Regions from separate parts of the Mus musculus genome. Here regions 1 and 2 are each linked to region 3. The links are chromatin contacts, called in public Hi-C and promoter capture Hi-C maps. All regions are on one chromosome and are shown on one strand. Each heading gives the region's core, a stretch centred on a gene start, on an enhancer-like site or on the middle of the called end of the contact. The rest is flanking DNA. Distances are from core to core; before and after follow the strand shown.

Region 1 (2,700 bases), core at 161-2,660, 95 kb before region 3:
AATTACGTAGCTGCAAAGCTGCAATTCTGGGATTCATGAATTTATTTAATAAGTTTATTCACACACGGTTTAAAACACATAAATACATAATTCCAACCCTCCCTTTTTCTTTCAAAAATAGATCAAGGATTTCTACTTGTGATATCTAAGTCTCAGCTTTTGAAGTTGGCCTGTTTTTTGTTTTTGCCAGGAATTAGTTCCTAAAAAGATGATTTTGAACTCAACAACAAGCAAAGCAAATGGTTTGGGGTGGTGCTGGAGGATATTGGGGAGTCCCAGGGCCTTTGGAGTGCTAAATGTGTGCTTTGCTTAAGATCTACAGCTCTTGCTCACTACAGAGAATTGCTAGATGGTCTGAGTGGGGGAAGGAGGTGGGAGGTCGCTGTTAACCTCTAGGATAGCCCAGGCCGGTGTGTCATTTTCCTTGTAATACTGATGCCATTTGGGAAATTAGTATGTAATAAGAACTCAGGCAAAAGGGGAGGGAAGAGTTCTATGGCTTTTTAATACCTGTGGATTTTGTCCCAATTAGCATTTTTACTGTCCAAATACCTACTCTCAAAAGAAGTGTGACGGCAGCAGGCAGTGAAATATCTTTTGCGTACCTTTAATACCCAATACTAAGCTTGAACATCTGGCAACTCAACACACTTTGCTCATGAATCCTAGAAAACAGCGTAATTATACACTCAAGCAAACAAGTCAAGAGAAAGGCTGTTTCCTGTTAAGAATTCCGGGGAGCATCAAAGTTAAAGCTCCCTTCTGCATCTATGCTCTTTTTAATCGCCACTGGTGTCTCCATTACACTTGCGATTACCCGGGTTGATAGTCTGTGAGAGACCATCCCAGGCACAGCGTATGGAGGGCCGCCCCTCCCCCCCCCCCATAAAAATAAAACAAGGAAAGGTACAGCAAGGCACGCAACCAACATTACAGAGCGATGACCTTGTATTGTTAAAAAGTCAAGGAAATAGCCTGCCTTGCAAGCCGCCCGTGTTCGTCCGTGTGTCACCCTCCCTAGTCGCAGATGTACTTGACACCCTTGGTTCTAGCATCTCCTCTGGCCTGCTGTACACCACCCTACCAAAGCTTGCAGTGAGAAAGCAGGGTCTTGCCCGGAGACCCGGGCTCACAGGATGGTGCAGGTGGGCTGGTATGCTGGCTTGCCTGTTGATTATGGACCCTGCAATATGCAACTGTAGGCTGAGCGCCACCAACCAGCACAGCCGGGTTCTCCGGGACAGTACCTTGCTTACAAGCAGGAGCCGCGGCCTCCAGCCCGCAGGCTGGGGGCGGGGGCCTCGGCCCAGTGCCCACCCCCTGTGCTCCCAGCGTCTGCTCCTACTACCAGCCGGTTGTAGCCGGCCGGGAGCGCGCTTTCTAACGTAACCCGCCCGCGGGAACAATCTGTCCCTTCCAGCCTATCTCCGGAGGGGCATTACAGCCGGGGCGCCCTCCTCACCCACCCTATGGCCTAAACGGGTCTTTAGATGTTTTTTCAAAACCAGATCGTAGTCTGCAGGGACGCTAGGCGGGAAAGGCTGGGAGGACTCCTTTTCGCCGCCAGCTTGCGGCTCCGGGCACACAAATTAGGCCGGAGCAGCAGAGTCGAGTCCTCTTCCCGTGGCAAGGGGCTCTGTGTGTGCGGGATCAGGGGAGGTGAGAGAGGACCCTGGCGTCCCAGGTCCCAGCGGCGGCGGCGCTAGCGGCTAGGCAGGTGCCCCCGGGCGCGCAGTCTGATTGGCAGGTGCAGGAGTGGGTGGGGAAGGCGGGCCTGGCGCTGCGGGAGGCTGCAGCCCCGCCTCCCCGCCCCCGCCGCGGGACTATCTGGTCCCGGCAGCAGCGATGTCCCCCGGCAGGAATGTCCCTCCTCAGATAATGTTATTTATATCTCTGGGCGGGTCCGCGGCTCCGCTGCACCAGGCGCCCGGCGGCCACTGTGCCAGGAGCCCCGTGCTGCCCTCCTCCCCCTGCGCCGCCGCCCCCGGGCTCGGGGTAGCCGCCGCTTCAGCCCCAGCGCAGGTGAGTCCCCGAGGGCCGCGCGACGGGAGGGAGCTGGGTGCCCCGGAGCCAGCGCCGGGGAGTGCGGGGCCCAGGGGGCGGGTGACGCGACAGCCCGGTGGGGGCCTGGCCCCGGGTGCCTAGCACGGGGCGGGAGGGGTGAGGAGCCCAGGAGGCCCTGGCGGCTGCGGCAGTCGTCACCCCGGGACGCGGGAACCCGCGTGGGTTTCGCAGGCGCTGGGCGAGCAGGGCGCTAGCTTTGGGAAGCCAGCTAGTAGAGTGTCGCCGTGGGGCACGGGGAGTGGGTTTGGGGGGTTTGTGCTCTTGGCCGCCTCCCCCAGGACCCTCGCCTGGGAGCAAAGTTGGGGGGGGGGGCTGCCTGTCGTCGGTCTAAGGACTGTCCGCGTCTGTGCCTCCTGCTGCCTGGTTTCTCAAACCCCCGGGCGTGTCGGATCCTCTTCTGGAACTTGGCTAGCGCGCTCCAGGGCTGCCCAGTGCCAAGGCTGGGAGGACAGTTCAGGGCAGCAGAGGGGGCCGGGCCTCAGGATGTCAGGCAGGACGTGCAGAGTGGCCCAGTGTAGACTGAGAAGGGAGAGATCAAGTGTCCCAGGACTATACTTCAAGGACCCCCACCTTTTCCCTTTGAGTTCCTTATCTCCAAGCTACTGCCCACTCTACGGTTACCCTTCGTGCCAGTTC
Region 2 (2,700 bases), core at 156-2,655, 120 kb after region 3:
GCAACTTGGTCTCCAAGGGTGGGGCAGAGGTGGGGGTGGGGGTGGGGTGGGGGGAGAAGTGGCAAAGTGTAGAGAATTTAGCTTAGGGATCCTGGCTCCCTCAATGGGAGAACTTTTTCTCAGGGTTATTGACTTCTTGACAGAGAGACCTTAGACTAGTGGTTTTCAACCGTGTCCTAATGCTGCAACCCTTTAACACAGTTCCTCAGATGGTGGTGACCTCCAACCATAAGATAATTTTTGTTGCTACTTCATAACTGTAATTTTGCTAGTTACAAATTATAATGTAGATATCTGATAAGCAGAAGGTCACTCAGTTTTATTGGATGCTAGGAATCCAGCTTAAAGGGTCTTTTGACACCCTACAAAGGGGGCCCAACCTACAGTTTGAGAACCACTGCCTTAGGTCATGTTCAAGTTTTTTTCTTCCCTTTTCTTCCCTTTCCTTTCTTTTCCTTTTCTTTTCTCTTCTTTCCTTTCTTTCTTTTTCCTTTTTTCTTTCTTTCTCCTCCTCCTCCTCTCTTCCTCCTCTTCCTCCTCCTCCTCCTCCACCTTCTTCTTCTTCTTCTTCTTCTTCTTCTTCTTCTTCTTCTTCTTCTTCTTCTTCTTCTTCTTCTTCTTCTTCTTCTTCTTTCTTCTTTGCTTTGAGACAGGGTCTCATGTAGCCTGCTGGGACAACAAAAGCAGAAAACTTTCTCCCAACACTTGTTTGAGACTGGAGACTGAATTTGGAGCCTCAGTTCCTACCAATATTTTCTCTCAAAGAATGTTTCTCTTGATGATGATGATAGTGGTGGTGATGTTTTGGTAATTTTGGGTTTTTGAGACGGGGTTTCTCTGTATAACCTTCTTTGGCTGTCCTGGGACTTTTGCTGAAGACCTGGAACTCATAGAGCTACATTTGCCTCTGTCTCCTGAGCCTTGTGATTAAAGGCAAGCACTGCCACCATTCAACTCTCCTTTTTTTTATTTTTTTGAGACAGGATCTCACTTGGTCACTATGTAGCTCTGGCTGGCCCAGAACTACTATGTACATCAAGTTGGCCTCAAATTCACAGAGATCTGTCTACCTTTACCTCCTAAGGACTGGAATTAAAGGCTTGTGCCACCACATCACACCAGGCCCCAGATCATAGGCCCTAGATCATACTGTTTTAATTTTTACATACTTTATTTATTAATCTTGTGGAGAGGGGAGTGCGGCACGCTCGTGCCAACAAGCCCAGGTTAGTCAGGCTTGGCAGCAGGAGCCTTTACCCTCTGAGCCATCTTGCTGGCCCGAGATCATATTTCAATCTAAAGAGAAAGCATACTCACTATCTGCCTTTCTGGTCGCCCCCTGGGCATTTGCTTTCTTATAAAAGTTTGGAGAAGTCTGAAGGATCAGTCCCAAAGAATGGACAAGCGGCTCACTTCTGCCCCCTAGAGGACATGAAGAAAGAAGCGGGGGAGCTAAATACGTGCTCGGAAATCCTTACAGAAACAAGAATTTAAAACCCTCAATCTAAAGAGAGCATCATTTAGCTCCCGAAAGAGAGGCGGGCTGGAAGCAGGTTATCCGGACCAAGATTAAGAGCATATCAGGGTAAACCGATAACCAGACGGGGACAGCTCACTCCCCACCTCCACCCCTCACACCTTCCTGCTCCCCAGCCCTCATTCCCATCCCCACCTCAAGAGAGTCAAGAGAGGGTTTCTCTATGTAGCTCTGGCTGTCCCGGAAGTCACTCTGTAGACCAGGCTGGCCTCAAACTCAGAGATACCCTGCCTCTGAGTGCTGGGATTAAAGACATGAACCACCACCCGGCCGGAAGCACTCATCTTAACCCGAACCCCAGAGTTTGTTTGTTTGTTTTTTAAGTGTTTGAGGTTTTTGCATGTTTACCATGCGTATGCAGTGTCCATAGAGGTCAGAAGCCAGCATCGGATTCCTGGAACCAGAGCTAAGGACGGTTTGAGTTACAGTGTAGGTGCTGGGAAATGAGTCCTAGTTCTCTGCAAGAACAACAGGTTCTCTCAACCCCGGGAGCTATCTCTCCATCTCTCCAGGCTCTCTGATCCCCAGCACCTTTATACCAGGGCAAGCCTGGGGAACAAACACACATCATTCATGCATCCTACAAAAGCTACCAGAACACCTCTCATCTACACGGTTACTATAGCCTGTGGTGCACTTAACAGAGCTGGGTCTGCGGTCCTTGCTCCAAAGAGGATGGGCCAGTTAGATTATCTCTTTTGAGATACTTGGCTTGCTGATTGAAAAAAGAACCCATTTGCACAATGCCCTGGCAGTCCGGATGCCACCTTGTGCTTGTCGGCTTGATTTCACTTGTTCTGTTGGACCTCAGTTTCCTTGGCTGTAACAGCAGACTGTAGCTCACTAACCTCCTTCCTGCTCTCTGTCTGCAAAGCTTTAACCCCTTCCCTCCCTCCAAGATGGCTGAGGGAAACTTGTCTATGTGCCCTGCCTAGGATGTTGGTCTCCATACCTGTGCAGAGTTATCTCCCCACAAACAGTTCCTGAAAAGCCCAACAGCTGCTGGAACCTGTGCCCTCCCGGTCCCCTAGGCTCTGGGCTCTGGGTATCTCTGTTGCTGGCATTCCCAGCCATGCTGTAGGTCCTTTCTTTTTGCTGCTATCTAGGTTGTAATGTGGATTTTCATTTCACGAGGGAATCCTGGGGGAAAGTACAGTTGACTG
Region 3 (2,700 bases), core at 25-2,524:
GCCCCCATCGCCCCTGAGTTTCAGTGCTGTTTTAAAGTTCACAGTCTCTTCTGAGACTCAAGGCAAACTCTTAAGCGTAACCCCTGACAAAACAAAAATCAAATTCTATAATTCCAACATGTAATGGCACAGAATATACATCTCTATCCCAAAAGGGCACAGTGAAGAAATGCTGGATCAAAGCGAAACCCAGCAGGGCGAACTCCAAATCCTATAGCTCGATGTCCAGTCTCAGAGAGCTTAGGGGCTTTAGGCGCCATCCCTCCAGCCCTGCTCTGCAGCGTGCTTCTCTCCCTTAGGCTGGTTCCACTTCCTGTGTGTAGCTCTTGGCATCTCCACCATCTTGGGGTTTCCACTGCAACCCAGGCTTCGTTTTCACAGCTTCATGTAATGACCTCTTAAGCTTGTCTTCTCAGGGCGGCCATGTAGGGCTTCCCCTGTCATAGGGGCCTGGTGTCAGCCGCTCTTTGATACAGTGGAGGGAGAATCCACGAATCTTTCCTTCTTGCCTTCTTTGTGTCTCTAAAGTCAGTGCCACATGATGGCACTGCCAAGTTAGGCTACCAGTTGGAATGGGCTGATGCCTGCTGTTTAAGCGTGCGTGCGTGCGTGCGTGCGTGCGTGCGTGCGTGTGTGTGTGTGTGTGTGGTTTTTTGACACAGATTTTCTTTGTGTGTAGCCCTGACTGTTGTGTAACACACTCTGTAGAAACCAGGCTGGCCTTGAACTCAGAGATCTGCCTGCCTCTGCCTTCTGAGTGCTGGGATTAAAGGCAAGCACAACCAGCGCCCAGTTTAGCAGTGGCTTTCTAGGAGCCAAAACAAGCAAACAAACAACACACACACACACACACACACACACACACATTTCTTTCAGCTCTCTTCACCAGTTGGGAATTCAGCTGGGTGGGGTCTTGCCCTGAGGCTGCCTTTTTCCTACTCCAGTGCAGCAAAGCCTCTCTTTATGGCGCCAGTCTCCTTAGCAACCCCTTCCAGCGCTGCCCTGTTTAGAACATTAAGCCTACTGGTGCTCCTTTCCCTCTAAACCATACATTTTGTATTTCTTTCTGCCCCACTTGCTCTCTTTCGTTGCAGACCTGCCTAGGACTATCAGTAATGCCTAGGCCACAGGCTGAGCAGACATCTAGTCTTGGCGTTTCCTTCATCGAAGAAATTAGGTCATTACTTTTAAATTTAGCCTCAGGGAAGTTCTTACGGCTTGGGCATTTGCCAAAATAATACAGGAACGGTCTGTAAGCCCGATGCGGTTGCTGCCCTTGCTTTCCTCTGAAACCTCTTGGGCTGGACCTCTGTAGTCCGGGTGGCTCTCAGCTCTGCTGTCTTCCAGGCTCCTACTAAAATGGCTTGTTAGACTCTAACAACATCCAACTGCTTTTCTAGTCCTAAATTCCAAAGTCTTTTCATGTTCCATCAAACAAAAAAACCCCAACATGGTTAGGTTCTTCAGAGCAGCAGCCAATCTCTGCTACCAACCTCTGTATCCGTTACTTTTCTACTGTGGTGACAGAACACCATGACCAAGGCAATTTAGAAAAGGAAGTGCTGATTTGGGTCTAGTGGGAAGCAGAAGGCACAGCAGCAGGAACGGGAAACTGGGAGCTCATATTCTAAACCCTGAGCACAAAGCAGAAAGAGTGAACGGGAAGTCTGTCCAAAGTGATGTACTTCCTCAAACAAGGCTCTGTCCGCCTCTGAGAGGTTCCATAACTCCTCCCAGACGGTGCCACCAACTGGGAACCAAGTGTTCAGATACCTGAGCTGGGGGTGGGGGGTGGGGGAGTATGTGTGTGTGTTGGGGGGGGGGTTCTCATTCAAGCCACCACACAAGCATTCAGTTTACAAGTGTGCTGTTTTCAACCGGTGAGCAATGGGTAAGCTTGGCCCGGAGGGAGGTGTCCCCAGTGGTCTGCCCTGGCTGACAGGCAACTCTTCTAAAGAGGTTTATTGGATGTTGCAGACTAACGGGAGACTCCAGCACGTTTGTCAGACCTCCGTATGTTTCCCAGTTTCATAGCAGCATTGTGCCTGAAGGTGGATGTCACTGTGTATTGCCGGGGGAAGTCCCTCCTGGAGTCTGCCCCTCTCTCCCCTTGCTTCCTTTCTCTTTTCACCAGACCTCTTTTGTTTTTGTTTTGCTTTCAGGCCCTAGGGCACTTTGAATGTGGCCCTGGGCATTTTCATACTTCTTCTAGAGAAGCTAGGGACTGTCCTGAAGCATTCTTGAAGTTAATAATGTGAGCTTTTTAGGTATTTCCAACATTTCTAAAACTCTGGGGAAACTGTATAAAGAATGTCTCTGACTTGTGGCAGGGTTAGAACCTGATGAACCCACTGTGAGTGGTTGGCATCATAAGCAGGAAACGCATTTGCAGAGGTGAGTGGATAACGGACAGAGCTCACTCTGTGAGTAAGAGGACCAGAATTCAGACCTCTAACACTCACATAAAAACCAGCCATGGCTACCTGCGATTGTATTCCCAGCATGGGGGTGGAGTGGGGTAGAGACAGGCAGCTGGCACTGCCAGCCAGCTGGCCTCACCAAAACCGCATGCTTCAGGTCTAGTGAGAGACTGTCTCGAAAAGTAAGATGGGGACTGGCAGAGCAAAACCCCTGACATCCTCCTGTGGCCTCCACACAGGGGAGCATGCCTGTATACACACATGGGCACAGACACCATGC

What was found. Promoter capture Hi-C pulls out the DNA fragments that hold promoters and counts their contacts. Hi-C and Micro-C count contacts between places; a contact is called where the count stands out from the background.
Region 1: a promoter capture Hi-C map of hematopoietic stem and progenitor cells shows a contact between it and region 3, with 2.3 times the contacts expected there. The contact joins the promoter of Sptb here to the enhancer-like site in region 3. A contact is called at or near these places in 9 of 39 promoter capture datasets (the 3T3-L1 cell line, embryonic stem cells, fetal liver and 5 more), 1 of 15 datasets of contacts at CTCF or cohesin (the NIH/3T3 cell line), 18 of 484 Hi-C or Micro-C datasets (3T3-L1-derived adipocytes, the AML12 cell line, the G1E-ER4 cell line and 8 more), 8 of 115 datasets of contacts at active chromatin or transcription factors (embryonic forebrain, embryonic hindbrain, embryonic stem cells and 2 more) and 3 of 9 other capture datasets (adipose tissue, liver and pancreatic islet).
Region 2: a Hi-C map of bone marrow-derived macrophages shows a contact between it and region 3, with 31 read pairs. The contact joins two enhancer-like sites. A contact is called at or near these places in 2 of 15 datasets of contacts at CTCF or cohesin (the NIH/3T3 cell line and stem cell-derived epiblast-like cells), 16 of 484 Hi-C or Micro-C datasets (B-cell progenitors, the C3H10T1/2 cell line, CD8 T cells and 9 more), 4 of 115 datasets of contacts at active chromatin or transcription factors (the HPC-7 cell line, embryonic stem cells and stem cell-derived neural progenitor cells) and 2 of 9 other capture datasets (embryonic stem cells and pancreatic islet).

What each region holds. Positions count from the first base shown.
Region 1 is chr12:76,709,257-76,711,956 of GRCm38.p6, reverse strand. Sptb (spectrin beta, erythrocytic) reads left to right here and starts at 1,410. Exons shown (of 36, transcript NM_013675.3): 1 at 1,410-2,022.
Region 2 is chr12:76,495,211-76,497,910 of GRCm38.p6, reverse strand. No RefSeq gene overlaps it. Among named protein-coding and RNA genes, the nearest start is that of Gm40445, 27 kb to the left of the region's middle. Within about 2 kb of position 1,405, at least 9 of the 459 cell types and tissues checked have an H3K27ac peak or open chromatin away from gene starts, as enhancers often do. A contact at or near this core is called in bone marrow-derived macrophages, where this site is marked.
Region 3 is chr12:76,613,970-76,616,669 of GRCm38.p6, reverse strand. All of the region lies in intron 15 of Sptb (spectrin beta, erythrocytic), which reads left to right. Among named protein-coding and RNA genes, the nearest start is that of AI463170, 67 kb to the right of the region's middle. Within about 2 kb of position 1,274, at least 57 of the 459 cell types and tissues checked have an H3K27ac peak or open chromatin away from gene starts, as enhancers often do. A contact at or near this core is called in adipose tissue, bone marrow-derived macrophages, hematopoietic stem and progenitor cells and 1 more, where this site is marked.